Regions from separate parts of the Sus scrofa genome. Here regions 1 and 2 are each linked to region 3. A link is a contact called in public HiChIP or PLAC-seq and promoter capture Hi-C data. All regions are on one chromosome and are shown on one strand. The core of a region is the stretch at or near the end of the contact, and the rest is flanking DNA. Distances in the headings are between cores, read along the strand shown. Region 1 holds the start of AQP7 (aquaporin 7). Region 2 overlaps UBAP2 (ubiquitin-associated protein 2). Region 3 holds the start of UBE2R2 (ubiquitin-conjugating enzyme E2 R2).

Evidence for each region. Promoter capture Hi-C pulls out the DNA fragments that hold promoters and counts their contacts. HiChIP or PLAC-seq counts read pairs in DNA pulled down with a chosen protein or histone mark.
Region 1: a contact with region 3 is called in a promoter capture Hi-C map of fetal liver, with 2.3 times the contacts expected there. The contact joins the promoter of AQP7 here to the promoter of UBE2R2 in region 3. A contact is called at or near these places in 2 of 5 promoter capture datasets (fetal liver and liver), 8 of 47 Hi-C or Micro-C datasets (alveolar macrophages, embryonic fibroblasts, fetal heart ventricle and 3 more) and 2 of 2 datasets of contacts at active chromatin or transcription factors (alveolar macrophages and skeletal muscle).
Region 2: a contact with region 3 is called in an H3K27ac HiChIP or PLAC-seq map of alveolar macrophages. The contact joins the enhancer-like site here to the promoter of UBE2R2 in region 3. A contact is called at or near these places in 4 of 5 promoter capture datasets (fetal liver, fetal skeletal muscle and liver), 7 of 47 Hi-C or Micro-C datasets (alveolar macrophages, blood, embryonic fibroblasts and 4 more) and 2 of 2 datasets of contacts at active chromatin or transcription factors (alveolar macrophages and skeletal muscle).

The regions. Positions count from the first base shown.
Region 1 is chr10:33,097,835-33,100,552 of Sscrofa11.1, forward strand. AQP7 (aquaporin 7) reads left to right here and starts at 1,350. Exons shown (of 8, transcript NM_001113438.1): 1 at 1,350-1,370; 2 at 2,483-2,533. The coding sequence starts at 2,508.
Region 2 is chr10:32,888,066-32,890,982 of Sscrofa11.1, forward strand. UBAP2 (ubiquitin-associated protein 2) reads left to right here. Exons shown (of 28, transcript XM_021064693.1): 21 at 1-20; 22 at 2,286-2,364; 23 at 2,557-2,762. Among named protein-coding and RNA genes, the nearest start is that of UBE2R2, 120 kb to the right of the region's middle. Within about 2 kb of position 1,491, at least 7 of the 83 cell types and tissues checked have an H3K27ac peak or open chromatin away from gene starts, as enhancers often do. A contact at or near this core is called in alveolar macrophages, where this site is marked.
Region 3 is chr10:33,013,132-33,015,851 of Sscrofa11.1, forward strand. It overlaps UBE2R2 (ubiquitin-conjugating enzyme E2 R2), which reads right to left and starts at 1,342. Exons shown (of 5, transcript XM_021064700.1): 1 at 558-1,342. The coding sequence starts at 734.

The sequences.
Region 1 (2,718 bases), core at 100-2,599, 85 kb after region 3:
CCATCCACTACTCAACCTGGCAGGTCTCCTGACATGCTGCAGTCCAGCACCCCCTCCCTCATGTCTCAGCACTAGGTTACCTGCTCACAGCTCAAACTGGCCCACATTTGGAGGCTCAGCCATGCCCTGGCTCCAGAAGTTCTCTCAGATGACAGCTGATCCCCTGGCTTACTCCTGACCCCACCTTGGTCACCCCACCCTCAGCCTTACACTCTGGTTCCTCTTAGCTCTTTCACAGAGGCCTGGCTTGCTGTTCCCAGGGGAGGCATTTTCCTGAGGCTGGGGCCTAGGTCCCCCTTCCCCCACTCAGATGGAGGCTCCTAGAGGATGAGGCTTTTTCTCCTCCCCCTCAAAGGACCTTCAGAGAACCAGAACCAGGCTTGGCTTTCTACCTCCCCTCTTAGACTGAGGTTTCCTTGCAAATCTGGCTTATGTGGCTTTCTTCCTTTCCAAGTGTGCGACCCCTGGGCCCAAGGCCTGAGCATCCCCTACCTTCTTTGGGATGAGGGTTTCCTTAGGACTGATCCAGGGTCTTCTCCCCAACCCCTCAACCTGGTTGTTGATCTCCAGAACTTTCCACCTCCAATCCCCATTCTGTGCAGCTCTCCCTACCTGGGGGGCCCTCAGGAGCCTCTGGGGCTTCCCCCAGGTCTGGGGCCCTCAGAGGGGTTCCTCTGGCTCTGGGATGGACACCTGGCTTGGAGCACAGGCCCACCCTCTGAGGCTCAGTGCACCCACTTGGAGCTCCACTCTGACCTCACAGGGCTGCTTCAGAACCCTGTCCCTATGGTGCTGCTGGCAGGAAAAGGGATGCTATTTTGGGCAGTGTGTCTGGATTTGGCTCAAGCGGTATGGGCCAAATCCCTGTCCCACTGACCTCTCCCCTGGAGGAGCAGAGCAGAGCGGAGCAGAGCAGTGCTCAGGGCCACCCGGAGGAGGACTAAGAGGTGGGCTCGGGACTGTGGAGCCCTAGTGGGGGCCATAGCCAGAGCCTGAGACAGTCACGGAGGAACAAGACCAAGACCTGCTGTAAGTTCACTCTGCCTGCCGCAGGACAGGCCAATAAATTCAGAGATGAGTTGTTGGGGCAAGGAATAGCGACTTTAATCGGAAAGCTAGCAGACCGAGAAGATGGCAGACTAGTGTCTCAAAAAACCATCTTGCCTCAGTCTGAATTCAGGCTCCTTTTATACTGAGAAAGGGAGGGGGAGGGGCCAACGGTCACTCACTAACTGTCACTTGCTGGGGGAAGGGCCCACTGCAATGCTGACCAATGGCTGAACAAGGCCACTAAAGGTTGCTCACTAAAGGCTGCTCACTTACAAGGAGCCCCCAAGGCTGAGCTTGGAAGCATAAGGCACTTCAGCAGAGTAAGTTGGTCCCCAGGCAAGGCTGGGACAGGGGTCTCCCCTGGGGCCCCGGGACTGGGAGTGCCATTCCCTGGAAACCCTGTGGGGAGGAGGGGACCATAGGACTCTCTGGGGAAGAAACCCCAGCTGGGAGCTGAAGGCTTAGGTGTCTGTTCTGGTTTAGTCCTGAGTTGCTGCATCATACGGATATGTCACACTTTCTGGGATTCAGTTTCCTTACCTGTAAATTGGCTGCCGGGAGCACCAGCCCTGGAACGGAGATTGGGAGGATGTGTGAGCCTGGGCTGTCCACAGAGCCGGGGGTGGGGTGGGATGAGGAGTAGAGACCGGTGGCCCTGGTCCAAAGCAGAAAGGATGCAGATCAGAGAGATGGGTGGATTTCTGGCTTTGCCGCTGGAGAGGTTTTCACCCCCCGAGTCCTGTCCTGAGAGGCCAGGGCTGGGGCTAGGGGGTTTCTGCAATCAGGGATTGGGACGTGAACCTAGGCTGCAGTTAGAGGGAACTGGGCTAGAGCACAAGCAGGACACGGAGGATAGGAGATTCCAGGGTTAGTTCTGTGCTCTCATTTGTGAGGAAAGTGGGAATAAAAGGGAATTTTCAGGAATGGTGAGAGGGTAGACTTTGTTCTGAGGTGGGAGTATAGACTAAAGGAATTTTCAGGACCCCTCCTGTGTGTTTGTGTCTCTCTCTGTGTGTGTGTGTGTGTGCGTGCAAGGAAGGGGTAGAAGAGGTCCTGGAAGGTCAGTTTAAGTCAGCAGCAAGAGAGTGTGAAGCTAGACTAAAGGCAGTAATACCCACCTATGTGGGGGTGGAGCTGCTGAGAGGAGGCTGTGGGCATCTCCATTGTCCAAGGCAGGAGGACCTCCACAGGGCCTGGTCCAGGGCCCAGGGATCCTCAGGCCAGTGTGGGTCAGGGGTGGGGCCCCAGGGCCTCTCCCCATTGGCTGAAGCACATTGCATCTCCCTCCCTGCCAGCTTGGCTGGGTTGAGGGGTTGGCACTGGCAGGAGCTTTCCCTGTGGCTTCTCCCCGGGGGGCTGAGAACTGATGAGAATGAGGGGCCAAGTTCTGTGTCATCCCTCAAGCCCTAGTGACCTCTTTTTGGGTCCACAGCATCTAACAATCTCAAAGACAGAATATGACTGAAAGAGACAGGAAGAGGCGGTAAGCATCCCACCCATTCCCCTACCCCAGCCTCCTGTCCCCCACTCAGCACACTCCCAGAGGCCCCCGCCCCACTCTCTCCCTCTCCCTCATGGAGGCTGACCCTCCCAGACTCCTTCCTTCCCACCCCCACCAGACCACGGGGCCCAGAAGAAGGGCCACTCCCGCCTGCACCAAGAGGGAAA
Region 2 (2,917 bases), core at 241-2,740, 120 kb before region 3:
TGCAGTCCCGGCTGCCAATGGTGAGTGGGATGTGGGGTGGGGTGGGGGTGGGCATTCAGGCACTTCTGCATGCCCCACCTGCTTGGCCTTGGTTGCCACCCTGCCTGGCCTTCGGGACACTCGGCCTAAGGATGTCCCTCAGCTCCACTGCTGAGAAAGCTGCTCACATTGGAGGCTGTGCCTGGCGCCATGGTAGCCTGGGGATGAGTGTCCTGTGCTCATGCCCGAGGGACTTGAAGACCATGGAACCCGGGGCCCCCAGTAGTTAGTGTCCCTACTAAATGTGCATCCTTCTGTCCCTCAAGCCCCCCACTTTAGAAAGAGAAAAAGGAAAACCATCTAACACAAGGCATAGAGCTGCTTGCCTGCCCCTAGACTTTTTCTAAGGTGCTCTGCAGAGTTTTTGGCGGCTGGTGGCCCTCAGTGATGCTTGTGATGGCAGCTTTGAGTCAGCAGCTGGAGCTGACAGTCTCTTGGGCCCTTTTGAGCCTGGCCTTTGATCCCTGTTGGTATGAATGTGGCCCCAGGATCTCTAGTTGCTGCAGCCTCACTGAGGCCCGGCTTGCCTTCTCACTTTGGCCCCTGCTTCCAGGGCTTCAGTGCACGAGGGGCTCTGCACTACACTCCCCTCATGACCTGGTCCCCAGACTCCTGATCGTCTTCAGCAGACCAGGGCCCGTCACATTGTTGGAGAGTAAATGGCTGTCTGGTCACCGCTGCCCATTGCAGTGGCTACAGTCTTTCCTGTTCCCCAGGAAAGGACTTTCTCCCCAGACCCTCTCCCTTGCTGTTGCCTGACCCCCCGTGGGCTGGCTGCAAGGAGCAGGCAGCTTTGGGCACCATGCCCTCCTCCCAGGCCCAGTGGCTGCAGCTTGCGTCTCTCAGGACAGTCTCTGATCTGTTGGCCTATTTCCAGAGGCTGGTTCCTGGGTGGCTTTTGCAGACCACCAGCTGGTCACACTGCAGGCCTCCCTTCAGGAGTGTCCTTGCCATGTCTCTGTAGGGCCCAGTTGGCAGATTTCTAGGGGGTCCTCAGAACTTAGTGTCTTTGGGAATGCCTTAGCCCTGGGGCTTTGCAGGGAAACTGGAAGTGGCCCTGGTTCTCCTGACAGTCATGAAACCTCGAAGCTCCTGGTCCAGGAGCCCCAGGGCAGCAGAGATGGGGTGCAGGAGGTGGTCCTGAATGAGCCTGTGTGGGGGGCCTGCTTGGCTCAGTGGGAGTGGCTCAGTGGGATCCCACGCCTGAAAGTCATCTTGCTTAATATTCCTTTTATTTAAAAAAATTTTTTTATTTTCATTTATTTTTAATTTTTTTTTGCCTTAGAAGTTACCTTTGAGCCTGCATTTCATTTTCCTGATTGGTCATTTTTTAGGCTCTGGTACTTTTTTTTTTTCTTTTTTCTTTTTTGATCTTCTAGGCTCTGGTACTTTTGTGCCCAGTTTCCTCCTTCGGATTTTTTGTGAAAGAGCTCCCCCTCCTGGGCTTCCTCTAGGCCTGTCCCGTTAAGTTCCCTCTAACTGTGCCTTCCTCGCCCCCTCTCCTCTTGGGGTTCTGGACTGAGAGTGCTATGGGTTTCTTGGAGATTTCCTCAGGAGGAGGCCAGGAGAGTGTGGGTGTCATTCCTAGACACTGTTGCTCCCAAGGAGGGCAGGAGGGCTTTCTCTTGGTTGAGGCCCAGGAGATGGTATGCCCAGGGCTGGCCAGGCCCTAAGTGGTGAGTCAGGGTCAGGGCAGGCCTCCCCTTCTCCACAGAGCTCTACTCTCTGTTGCCCCCTTGGCATCCCACACTCCACCTGCTCCTATGCAGTGGCAGTGTTGCCAAGGCAGTAGGTGGTGAGAGGCCAGTTCAGGACCTGCCCTGTGCCTGCCTGGCATTGCTGCCCTGACCCCTGGTAAACCCTTTAGACTCCTTCTTTTCAGGCTCCTACTTGTGCAGTTAATTTTCCTAGCTGCCTTCAGAATACCTCTCACTGGAGAAGCCGAGGGAGTAGGTTTGGCTCAGGGCATTCAGAAACGGATGCGCATGATTGGGCCTCCGATGGCTCTGCCTGCCGGGGGAGGCTGAGGAATTGTCAGTGTCTGCAAGCTTTGTGGCTGCCACAGTACGCAGGTCTGATGGGCCCGTTGGTTTGCAATTCTCTGAGTTGAGTGCTGTCCCCTGGAGGTGTGCACTCTATGGCCCTGTAGTCTGGCAGTGCCGGGAGGACCCGTGCTGCCTGCAGGGCCTGCCGTCCTGGGAGTGGGGCAAGGCTGGTGTGCTGACGGAACCTCTCTGGTCTCTTAGGATTACTATGGGATTCCTTTTGCCACACCGCCAGCCCTGGCCAGTCGAGATGGGAGCCTCACTAATAACCCATATTCAGGTTAGTCTTGTTTGAGGGATTAAAGGGGTCGGGGGGAGGGCTCATCCCAGAAGTCGGGAAACTGAAGCGGAAGGCTGCAGAGACCTCCAGCTTCCTGTAGTTGAGCTGGCAGCCAGACCTGTTCTGTTTGCAGGGGTTTTTTTCCTGGTTGGATAAGGGGCAGTGACTGGATCAGTGCTCCTCTCCTCCTAGGTGATGTCACAAAGTTTGGCCGAGGTGACTCTGCATCCCCTGCACCTGCCACCACGCTGGCTCAGCCTCAGCAGAGCCAGTCCCAGGCCCACCACACAGCCCAGCAGCCCTTTCTGAATCCTGCGCTGCCCCCTGGCTACAGCTACACCGGCCTCCCCTACTACGCGGGAGTGCCCAGTGCCTTCCAGTATGGGCCCACCATGTTTGTGAGTATCTGGTGGGAGGGGGACCCCAGCTTCAAGGAGCAGGAGCAGGGTAGGAGGGATAGGTCCCCACGCAGAGTCTCTCCTGGCCTTGAGCGATGAGTCAGGTTGGGGGCGAGGTCACTTTTCCATCTGTTCTTAGGTCCAGCGTGTGTTGC
Region 3 (2,720 bases), core at 92-2,591:
GCCCACTGGAATGCGAAGTTGGAACCACCACTATTCAAGAAGCCCAGCAAATCCCCAAAATGTCAGGGCACCAGGCAGCCTCTGGAATGACAGACCGATACCCTTCCCCCACCCCCACCCCCACCCCAAAAGAAAGGTCCAATCCCATAAGTGCAGGTCACTCTGCCCTCTGGGGTAGTTCCAGCCGGCGCAGAGATGGTCCCGATGGGAGGACGAGAGGGGAAAGACAGACCACCTTTCTTCCCGCACACCCTCAGCTGGGGAAACAAAACAAAGACCGCTCTCCTCCTCCTCCTCCTCGGGTAGCCACTACCCTAGCCACAGAGACTTTCCTATTTCCCGGTGCAGTCTGGCCTCCCGCCCCCGCCCCCGCCCCCATGACAAAGAAAAGGCACTTGGAGAGCCAGCGAGGCCTTCCTGCCTCCACGGATGGGGGAGGGGGCTGCCGACGTGAGGAGCCCCCTCCGCTCACCCGCGCTGCCACTCTTGGCCGGGAAAAGAGCGGAAAGCGGCGGCCTCCGCCCGAGGAAGCCAGGTTGGAGAGGGGCTGGGGGTACCTTGAAGTAGCCGCCTTCGTAGAGGGTGTTAGGGGGTCCGAAGATGGCAACCTCCCAGTTGTAGAGGTCGGACTCATCCACCAGGGTGATCCGGAAGCCCTCCACCGGTTCCTCCTGCAGGGATTTCAGCTCAAGCATCAGGGCCTTCTGCGAACTAGTCATCTGCTGCTGGGCCATCGCGGCGGCGGCGGCGGCGGCGCCGGGCCGGGGCCCCAGTCCTCACGCACCGGCCGGGCCGGACCAGGCCCCTCCCCTGCGCTCGCCCTCGGCCGGGCCGCAACGGGCCCCGGTCTTCACACACCCGGCGGCCCGGACCAGGCCCCAGACGGCCCGTGGGCCAGCCCGGTTCCTCTTCACACGACGCGGGCCGGGCCGAGCCCTTCTCCTCGCACTCAGGCCGTGTGGGGGAGGGGTGGAGAGAGTTGGAGAAATTCGCTCCTGGTCCCGGGCCTCCCCCCCCCGGAGGGGGCCTCAACTTGGGGGGGGGGGAGAGGAGGTGGAATTGGAGGAAGGCGGCGGAGGGCCGGCGATGGTGAGAGTACGCGGCCGAGCCGGCCCGGGAGCGCCGCGCTCGCTCGCCCTCTCGTTCTCCTCGGGGGCCGCGGGGCCGAAGGGCGCGCGGAGCCGAAGGGCGGGAGGAGGGCGGCACGCGGGGGTCTCGCAGCGGCGGCGGCGGCGGCGGCGGCAGCGGCGGCGGCTGCGCGGGGGGAGGGGCGACGGCGGAGGAGGAGGAGGAGAAGAGCGAGAGCGCCTCGCGCCGCGGGAGCGACGGAGTCGAGAAGAAGGAGGGAGGGAGGGAGAGAGAGAGAGAGGGAGGAGGGGCGCGCGTCGGGAGGGAGGGCGGCCTGGGGCGGAGGGTGGCCCGACGCGCGTGCGCGCGCCCCTCCCTCCCCCGCCCTCCTCACCCTCACCCTCCTCCTCCTCCTCCTCCTCCTCTTTCTCCCACTTGGGCGCCTCCTCTCCGCTGCCCCGCGTGGTGGCGGCGCTTTGTGACGCTGGCGCGTGTCCCCCACCCTTAAAGGGCCAAGCGTTCGTGCGGGCCGAGGGTGGCCGCAGGAGATTGCCCCTGGCCCCAAAATGACAGTTGTGTGGCTTGACGCCATGGTGTCAAGGCGCGCCCCGGAAGGGACCTCTGATCCTAAAACTGCTTTCGCTCTCCTTCCCCTCGGTGTATCCACAGGCCTCTGCACCGCTCCTTATAGGAGCCCTGATCCATCTTCCCTCCCGCTTCCTTCCAGTGACACAGTCTGCTCTCCCTGCACTCAGTAGATGCTTGACAAGGATGTGCTGATAATGTGGGTCTTATTGGTGGGAACAAGCGTCCCGACATCTCTTCTGCATATCCAGTTCTCATGCCATTGTATCCTTGAGAAAGCTGTGTCACCCGCATAGGGAGTTGGGGGGCAGTTTCCTATTGGAGAAATGAAGAAGGCAGATAGGCCAGTTTCTACTTCCCTTCTTAACTACAATGAAGAAATTGTAGGAAATAGAGAAATAATAATACAGACAGAACCTGGGTTTCTGGCCCTTTTCTGTGTGATTTGAGGCAAGTGCTCTGGCTATCCCCCAGTTTACCCATTTGTAAAACGATGTATTTGGTTGAACTTTGACCTCCCTACAGATCCTTTCAGCTTGAAAGTCCAATCTAGAACTGGAGAACTTTCAAGACAATCATAACTGAAGTGAGGTATGAAGACAGTCTTCAGTCCCCATGGTTTAGAATACCGCTTTCTCTTAGGAAGGCATGTCCTATGATACTGCCTGAATACTTCCTAGAAAGGCCAGGATACTGTGAGTTCCACATAGTTAGAATTTGGGGATCAGAAAGATCCTTGGTTCCAACCCTAGCTCCACCATTTTCATTATATTACCTCTTCCTTGTTCATTTCCTTCCGTAAAAGAGAGTTAATTATACCTAACATATAAACAATTGTAGTGATTAAACAAGATCATCTATGTACAGAATTTAGCACAATGACTAGCACATGGTAAATTATCCATAAATAGGACTTTAAAGAAAAAAAAATTTTAAGGCACAGCTATGTTTGGATACATCTCAATTTTTTAGTAGGCTTAAAAAAAAGTTTTGGATTTATAGAAAAATGGAGAAGATAGTACAAAGAGTTCCCATATACCTGGCAACCAATTTATCCTATTATTAAC